Regions from separate parts of the Macaca mulatta genome. Here region 1 is linked to region 2. A link is a contact called in public Hi-C data. All regions are on one chromosome and are shown on one strand. The core of a region is the stretch at or near the end of the contact, and the rest is flanking DNA. Distances in the headings are between cores, read along the strand shown.

Evidence for each region. Hi-C and Micro-C count contacts between places; a contact is called where the count stands out from the background.
Region 1: a contact with region 2 is called in a Hi-C map of blood, with 7 times the contacts expected there. The contact joins two enhancer-like sites. A contact is called at or near these places in 8 of 14 Hi-C or Micro-C datasets (blood, cortical neurons, fetal cortex germinal zone and 4 more).

Annotation. Positions count from the first base shown.
Region 1 is chr12:63,940,910-63,944,696 of T2T-MMU8v2.0, reverse strand. All of the region lies in intron 3 of TANC1 (tetratricopeptide repeat, ankyrin repeat and coiled-coil containing 1), which reads right to left. Among named protein-coding and RNA genes, the nearest start is that of TANC1, 150 kb to the right of the region's middle. Within about 2 kb of position 1,971, at least 3 of the 40 cell types and tissues checked have an H3K27ac peak or open chromatin away from gene starts, as enhancers often do.
Region 2 is chr12:63,725,576-63,729,453 of T2T-MMU8v2.0, reverse strand. No RefSeq gene overlaps it. Among named protein-coding and RNA genes, the nearest start is that of TANC1, 64 kb to the left of the region's middle. Within about 2 kb of position 1,818, at least 3 of the 40 cell types and tissues checked have an H3K27ac peak or open chromatin away from gene starts, as enhancers often do.

The sequences.
Region 1 (3,787 bases), core at 722-3,221, 220 kb before region 2:
ATTCTAGAACCTTACACGTGCTACCACAGTCCTCTTTTCCCCACAGCACATACACTGTTGTCACCCATGTCCTTGTCTGTGTCCTCCAGCAGACTCAACTCCTGGGTGTCTCTGGCACCTGAGGCATCTGTACAAGATGCTATCTCTGAAGTCAGGAGTAGCCCACAATCCTGTCACACATGGTCAGAGGGCTGGCATGTCAGACCACACACAAGTGGCCTCTAACAATCCCACAATAGGCTGCACCTGAGACTGAAAGCAAGGGCAGTATGAAGGTTGGGCCTGTGAGTAAGAGGCACTGTCCTCCTCTGACCTCGTTGGTGATGAGCTCACACTGGCAAGCACATGCTTTCCATTATCTGAAACACCTCTTCCCTCTTGCAAACATCAAGTGCAGCAGCAAAGCCATATTTGGGGGCTCAGCCATTATCTGTTTAGAGTCTAAAAAGGACAAATTGCACTCACAGATTACATAGGTAACCAGTGACATCACTGAGAGGGGCCAGATGAGTCATGGCCACAGCTCACCTCATAAGAGTGCCTGCTGCCATCCCCTGCAGCAACCCAGGCCATCGTGACCTCTCAGCTGCCGTGTCTGACTTCCCATCAGTGTTCAGCATTCAGGACACAACAGAGAACAGGGTTTCCACATTAAACACACTACAGCTCAGGATGATGTCGAATTTTTATTGGTTAAAGCAACTACAGTTATTGCTTACCTTACTCTAAAACAGGTGATCAAGATTTTACATTAAAGTTAGAATTCCTGAATATACGATGATTTATTACAACAGAGTAGCTGCTTCTTGATTTTTTTTTTAAACCAACTGAAACTGATCTCCATGTTAGCACCTGCTAACAGTTGATCAGGTCAACCACAGGTCATATTAAATCATCTTCCCAACTCCCCCACCACCACTGGTTCTGAAGAGTGGGTGTGAACAATGGGTTAAACAATCCAGGATGCAGACAGCTGTTAATCATAACTGGCTCCACATTCCCACACATTACAGTGGACTTCAGTAGACTTCCTGGCTACTTCCTACATAAGCTCAAAGCTTTCACACATGCGTACAAAAACATCTGCAGACATTTGGGGGCAAAGAATAATGAATATTAAAATAACTCCTCAATCTGCCGATACCAAAGAAAAATACGACAGAGGTTTGGGGTTCTAACCTATTCTACTTCTACACCTCAGCTATTGAACAATTTTGAACAATCAGAGACAAAAAGGCTTACCAGAAAATACATGGTTAACAGTATGTCAAACAAAGTAACTACAGAGACTTTTTACTTTAAAGTGTTTGCTGTATGTGTGCCAGGTCATGTACAAAGGCGAAGTGAGAAGGTAGCTTCTCTTTTTCTTTAAGAGTTTAAAGTATTTCTTCTTTTCTAAAGTACTTTAGCTACCAGAACAGCATGCAGACAGGGTAAGAATCACAGAGCCTGGCAGAAAATGTTCCTAGAATACACCGTTCATTCAGCATCAACCACAAGGTGGCGCTGCTTCAATGCTGATTCAGATGCACAGCCCTGCTGGAGACGTTTCTCCACCATCAAGGCTACATTTGCTTGTGTCCTTTCCGGGCTGGCCAGAAATGCTTTCTCCTTAAGGTTTCAGGTAATACACATATGGCTAACAGTCTATATTGAGAAAGTAAACCACTGAGGCACAGTAACTCCCTACCCCCATCTTAGGACAGACTCTGACTGCGCCTGAGAGGACTGATCTCAGCCTCACCTAGTTTACAAGGCAACGAAGTGGGGCAGAAAGGCTTGCATATTCCTGAATCACACCCAAGTACAACACTGGGAGTTCATCTTCCTGGGAATCCATACTGATAGAAATAAATGGGAAACAAGACAAATCCCCTATGCAGAAAAATTCCAAACAATTTACATAGATCCTCCACTCTCATGGTGGTGGTGTACACCACCATGCCCCTTAAGCGTGGGCTGCACACAGCGACTTCCTGCCTTCTGGAGAGTACAGCACACTCCACATACAGCATCTATGCATGCATACAAATGTGTTCATGTTAATATATGGCAGGAGGAGGGAAGGAAAACGAGTAACTTCACCTTGGAGTAACCTGGCACCCACTACCTTGGCCAGGTGATCAAAATCAACATGGGGATAAGCCAGGAAGCTACTGTGTACATCAAAAGATGGGAGCAGACGGCACTTCACTTCTGTGGTTTCTGTCCCAAAACCCGTAACTACAGCTAATCATGAGAAAAACACTAGTACAGAAAAACTCCAGTAGAAAAAAACTCCAATAGAGGGGCAACCTGCAAAATACCAGCCCAGTACTCCCCAAAACTGCCAACGTCATCAAAACAAGGAGAGTCTGAGCAACCGCCACAGCCAATAAGAGTCTAAGAAGACATGACAACTAAATGCAATATGGTGTCCTCTGGGATACCGGCACAGAAAAAAGACATTGGGTATAAGCTTTAAAAAAAAAAAGAAAGAAAGAAAGAAAAAGGAATAGGCCAGGCGCGGTGGCTCATGCCTATAATCCCAGCACTTTGGGAGGCCGAGGCGGGTGGATCACGAGGTCAGGAGATTGAGACCATCCTGGCTAACACGGTGAAACCCCGTCTCTACTAAAAATACAAAAAAATTAGCCGGGCATGGTGGCGGGCGCCTGGAGTCCCAGCAACTCGGGAGGCTGAGGCAGGAGAATGGCGGGAACCCGGGAGGTGGAGCCTGCGGTGAGCCGAGATTGCACCACTGCACTCCAGCCTGGGCAACAGAGCAAGACTCTGTCTCAAAAAAAAAAAAAAGAAAAGAAAAAAACAGGAATACAGTACAGACTTTAGTAGGTGTCAATATCAGTTCATTAACTGTGACAAGTGTGTCATACTAATGTTCTACGTTAATAACGGGAGACTTGGTATGGAGTGCATGGGAACTCTGCATTATTCTTTGCAACTTCTCTATAATTCTAATGCTATTCTGAATTTAAAAATAGAAGTTCACCCAAGCTTTAATGGTAACTAAGAGGTCTCGTCACATACAGGAGAGTCCTTTTACTTTCTATGTTGTATTTAGGTTGTGTTCCTGACAGTCCTTGGACCCTCGGCGTAGAGGAAGGTAAAGCAGCAAACACTGCTTCACTGAAGGTCATGTGAAGGATACGGTGGAAAGGCAGAGTGTGAGGGCTTCTGTGCCATCTGCACCTTTAGAGAGTGATCTGATCTAAGGCCACTATTCCGGGTGGCAATGAAGTAAAGTGAAAATGACTCAGGTTTGGAATTAGACTGAGGTTCAAATCCCAGCTGGTTATCAAGGCGTGGTCTAACCTTCAGCAAAGTATATCTAAGCTCTTGGGGCTCTCCATCAACTCACTGTAAGAGGGGTTCATACCTAAGCTGCAGGCTTGAAAATGTTCATGCACTGTCTAGCACATGGTAAGTTCTGAATAAATGCTAAGTTTCCATTTCTCCTTTCCTTTCCTAAGGCAAAAGTTACATTGGCCAACTACAGCAGGGCCAATTGGACCACTGAGTGTTTTTATACATAAAATGTCACTGGAACACAGTCATGACCACTCATTTATGTATTGTCTAAGGCTGCTCTGTACTATGATGGCAGAGTTACATAGTCGCAACAGGGACTGTGTGGCCCTCAAAGCCTGAGATATTATATTTACTTTCTGGCCCTTGACAGAAAAAGTTTGCCGACTCTGCTCAAAGGTCATCAATTACCCTATTTCCAAAAGCTAACAGGTTCTTTTTCTTTTTGAGACTGAGTCTTGCTCTGTCGTATAATACAGTG
Region 2 (3,878 bases), core at 569-3,068:
CAATTTATATACAGTAAAATTCACCCTTTGAAGGAGTACAACGCTATAATATTTAACAAACGGCACATCATTGTGTGTGAGTCCCTGTATAGGCAAACCTTTCTCTACCCACATGGATCTACTTTTGTCCCTATAGTATTATCCTATTCACAATGTCACATAAATGGAATCGCATACTATGTAGTCTGTTTTTTTCACTTAGCAGAATGCATTTGAAATTCATCATGTTGTTGCCGGTATCGGTAGTTCATTCCTCTTTATTGCTAAGTAGTATTCCAGCAATAAACTGTTTATTTACCCAAGTCATCAGTTTTTGGCAACCATGATTAAAGCTGCTATAAGCATCCAAGCTTACTTGTTTGTTGGGGGTGGAGTTGACATATGTGTTCATTTCTCTTGGCTAACTACATAGGCCTGGGATTGCTGGGTGATATGGTAAATGGATGTTAAACTTTATAATAAACTGTTTCTGTTGCCAAAGTGGCTGTACCATTTGCATTCCTACCAGCAATGGACCAATTCCAGTTGCCCTGCATCCTCTTGAGCACTTGGTACTATCAGGTTTTTAAATTTGAGCCATTCTAATTTTAATTTGCAGTTTCCCAGCGACTAATGATGTTGAGAATCTTTTCATGTGCTTATTTGTTGTTCATATCTTTTCTTTGGCGAAGTATGCAATGTTTTCCTTTTTTTTTTTTTTTTTGAGACAGGGTCTTGCTCTGTTGCCCAGGCTTGAGTGCAGTGGTGTGATCCTGGCTCACTAGCCTCAACCTCCTGGGCTCAAGAGATCCTCCCACCTCAGCCTCTCGACTATCTAGGACTACAGGCACGGGCCACAAGCCCAGTTCAGATGACTGTTTCTTAAACCATGGAACCATGGCCTTTCTGAACTCCTATGTCAACTTCCTCTGTTTATTTCAACTCCACTCAAGGGGCTTGTGCAGATTCTATTTATATATATTACAAACTGGTGTGTGTGTGGTGTGGAGTGTGTATAGGGGGAGGGGTGGGTATGGAAGCCTCCAAATCAGGAGCTCTTCATAATTCAGGATCTACCTGCCAAGAAAGGAACACAAAGAGGGCTGTAAGAAGCTGTGGAGCCCTGCAAAGCCCTCTGCTTTTTGTGATATTCTTAACCCCTCTCCAAACCTTCCTGTTTCTGTTTGCCTTCTATTTGTTTTATAGCAGATATCTCATGCGTATATCTGTGCCTTTTATTTCTCATCTTTAGCTAACTAAAGAGAGTTTTTCTGATCTGTGCTTCAGTCTCACTAGCAATTTATGGAGTTTGCTCTTCATAAGTTTTTCTTTTGATCATTGTTCACCCTCAGTTAATTTGCTCAAGTGAAGAGCAAAATCTCAGGAGGAGATTAGCAAGGAGAAAGGCAGCATTTAGTTCTATCTAATGAAGTGTTTCTGAATTTGATCATTCACTTCTCACTCAAGGGGAAATTTAGGGTGCAGTAGTAACCTCTTTGATATTTAACAATCTCATTATTTCTCAGTTATTTATGTCTTAAAGGGCTACACTGACTTTAAGTACTGATTATTCTTTTAAACCCTATTTATATACTAAAAACAGAAGTTGGAGGTAAAAAACAACCACTAATCAGACTGCCTTCTGGTCAGTTCTAAATGTAACTTGCATCTTACCTTTAGCATTAAAGAGACCTTTTCATTTTGGCTTTTATAATGTACACACATGTATTGCAGTATCCTGTGAGTTGCTCATTTTTTTTTGTTTTTGTTTTTGTTTTTTTTTAGGAAGAGGTGACTGCGAAAGTGAAGCCAGGGGACTCTGCTGGGGCACATGCCACTGGTTCACCTCTCCTGCACAAGTTATTTTTAGAACTGCTGCAAATACAGACTGTCATATTTTTCTTTCCACATTGTTTATTTAAAGAGACATGGAAACCATCATGAAGAAGATTCATATGCCCCAAATGTCAACCTTGCATGTCTGCTTTGTTTTAGTTAATGAAGTTGTGATTTTGGAGGCATCTCTTCCCCCAGTCCTCACCTCTGCCCTGGGAAAATGGCAGGCCCTGAAATTTATAGGAATTCTGACCTAAGGGGCCAGGAAGTGCATGGGACTGGAGAAGGTGGGTAGCAAGGAGTATGGCCTGTGATGGAGAGCTTTTCCTGGAAGAGAAAATATTACCTGGAGCTCTGGTTTCCACTGCACTGTTTTTAAACACTTCAAGATTTGTTACTCCTCTTGAAATGGCCCCAGGCATGTGGAAGGCAACAGACTTCATTTAAGTCACTTTCCCTTCCCTTAACCTGCCATTTTAACTAGAAAAAAAAAAAAAAAATCTTGAAGAGATTAGAGAATTTCCAGTTAAAAATTGCAGATAAGCTGCACATTCTTAGTCCAAACAAAGTTTTCAGAAAAAAATGATCACTTTTAGGTTGATATTTACTGTAAAAAATTTTATTTCAAAAGATCAATTTTTGTCAGTTCTATGAAACTAACAGGGACAAGGCTGAAAGCTGAAAGAAGCCTTAGAGTTAGTCATGAAAGCTCTGGATTAAAAACCATTTTTTAAATGGTCTCATTGAGAAATTTTTCAAATAAGAGTCACCCTTGAATGAATGAATGCATGCTGTATCAGATTACCCAGAGACAAAGAAGAGCAGCCATTCTAGCAGAACAAATGCAGCCTGCTTTGTTTGGGGGACAAATCATTCTTGCAGCCAGTTTGGAAATGTCACTTTTAAGTCAATGAGAGTTGTGTTCAAATAAGAGGGGGCTGCAAGACCCTATTATATTCACTAGGACGTGATGTTTTGCCTCTGAATGGTTTCTACAGTGCATGAAAATTTTTTTCTTTTAGGTGGTGGGGGGAGGTCTTTTTAATGTCTTAAACTGTTTTCAGGTTTCACAAAGTGCTTCAGTTTTTACATTTAAAGGGCAAATATCATGATCACAGTGGAACACCAGTCATTCAGCTACAGAAGTTCTGACTTATTGAACAAGTCTTCTGAACTCTTGACTTGGTGAAAACAGATGACTGGGAAAACAGATTCATTGGTTGGCATGGCGGAACTTGTATTCTGGAAGTGATCCAGAGCTTACAGCAGTCCAACCAGCCATTTGCTCTGTCTTTTGGTGATATGACACACTGGGGCTGTCTATAATGGGATGTATTTGAGCAGCAATGGTGTCCAGTGGAATAGGAAATTCTGAGGTCTGAGACGAGATTGAGGAAAACTGATGGGGAAATCAATCCATAGCCAAGAATTGACCAGATTGGCTGGCAACTGTAGGATTTGTAGGTCAAGCAAAAGCAGCTCGGCCCTCTTGGCTCACTATGGCAAACTCTAAATTCCCCAGTGCTGTCAATAAGCTCATGAAATCAATTTGTTTTGTTGCCAATATTAATTTTTTTATTACTAAAAGAGACTAAATGCTAAGCAATCATTCAACACCATCAAACTCTTCTTGGCAGGTATAGCAAAACACATAAAATGACTGATGATGTTTTTACATCATTTTGAAGTAGGTATGATTTTTTAAAGGTACGGTTTTTTTTTTGGTGGTTGTTTTAGAGACAGAGTCTCATTCTGTTACCCAGGCTGGAGTGCAGTGGTTCTATCATGGCTCACTGCAGCCTCAACCTCCTGGGCTCAAGCAATCCTTCTGCCTCAGCCTCCCAAATAGCTGGGACTACAGGCATGAGCCACCATGTCCAGTTAAATTTATTTTATTTTATTTTGAGTATAGACGAGGCCTCACTATATTGCCCAGGCTAGGATAAGCTTCTTCATGGAGATAGGAGGATGTAAATCGACCCGTCAGTGCCAAACCATCCTTGCTCAACAACAAGGCAGGCCCTGGCAGCAGAGACCAGCTTAGGGAGAATACAGATGCTAGC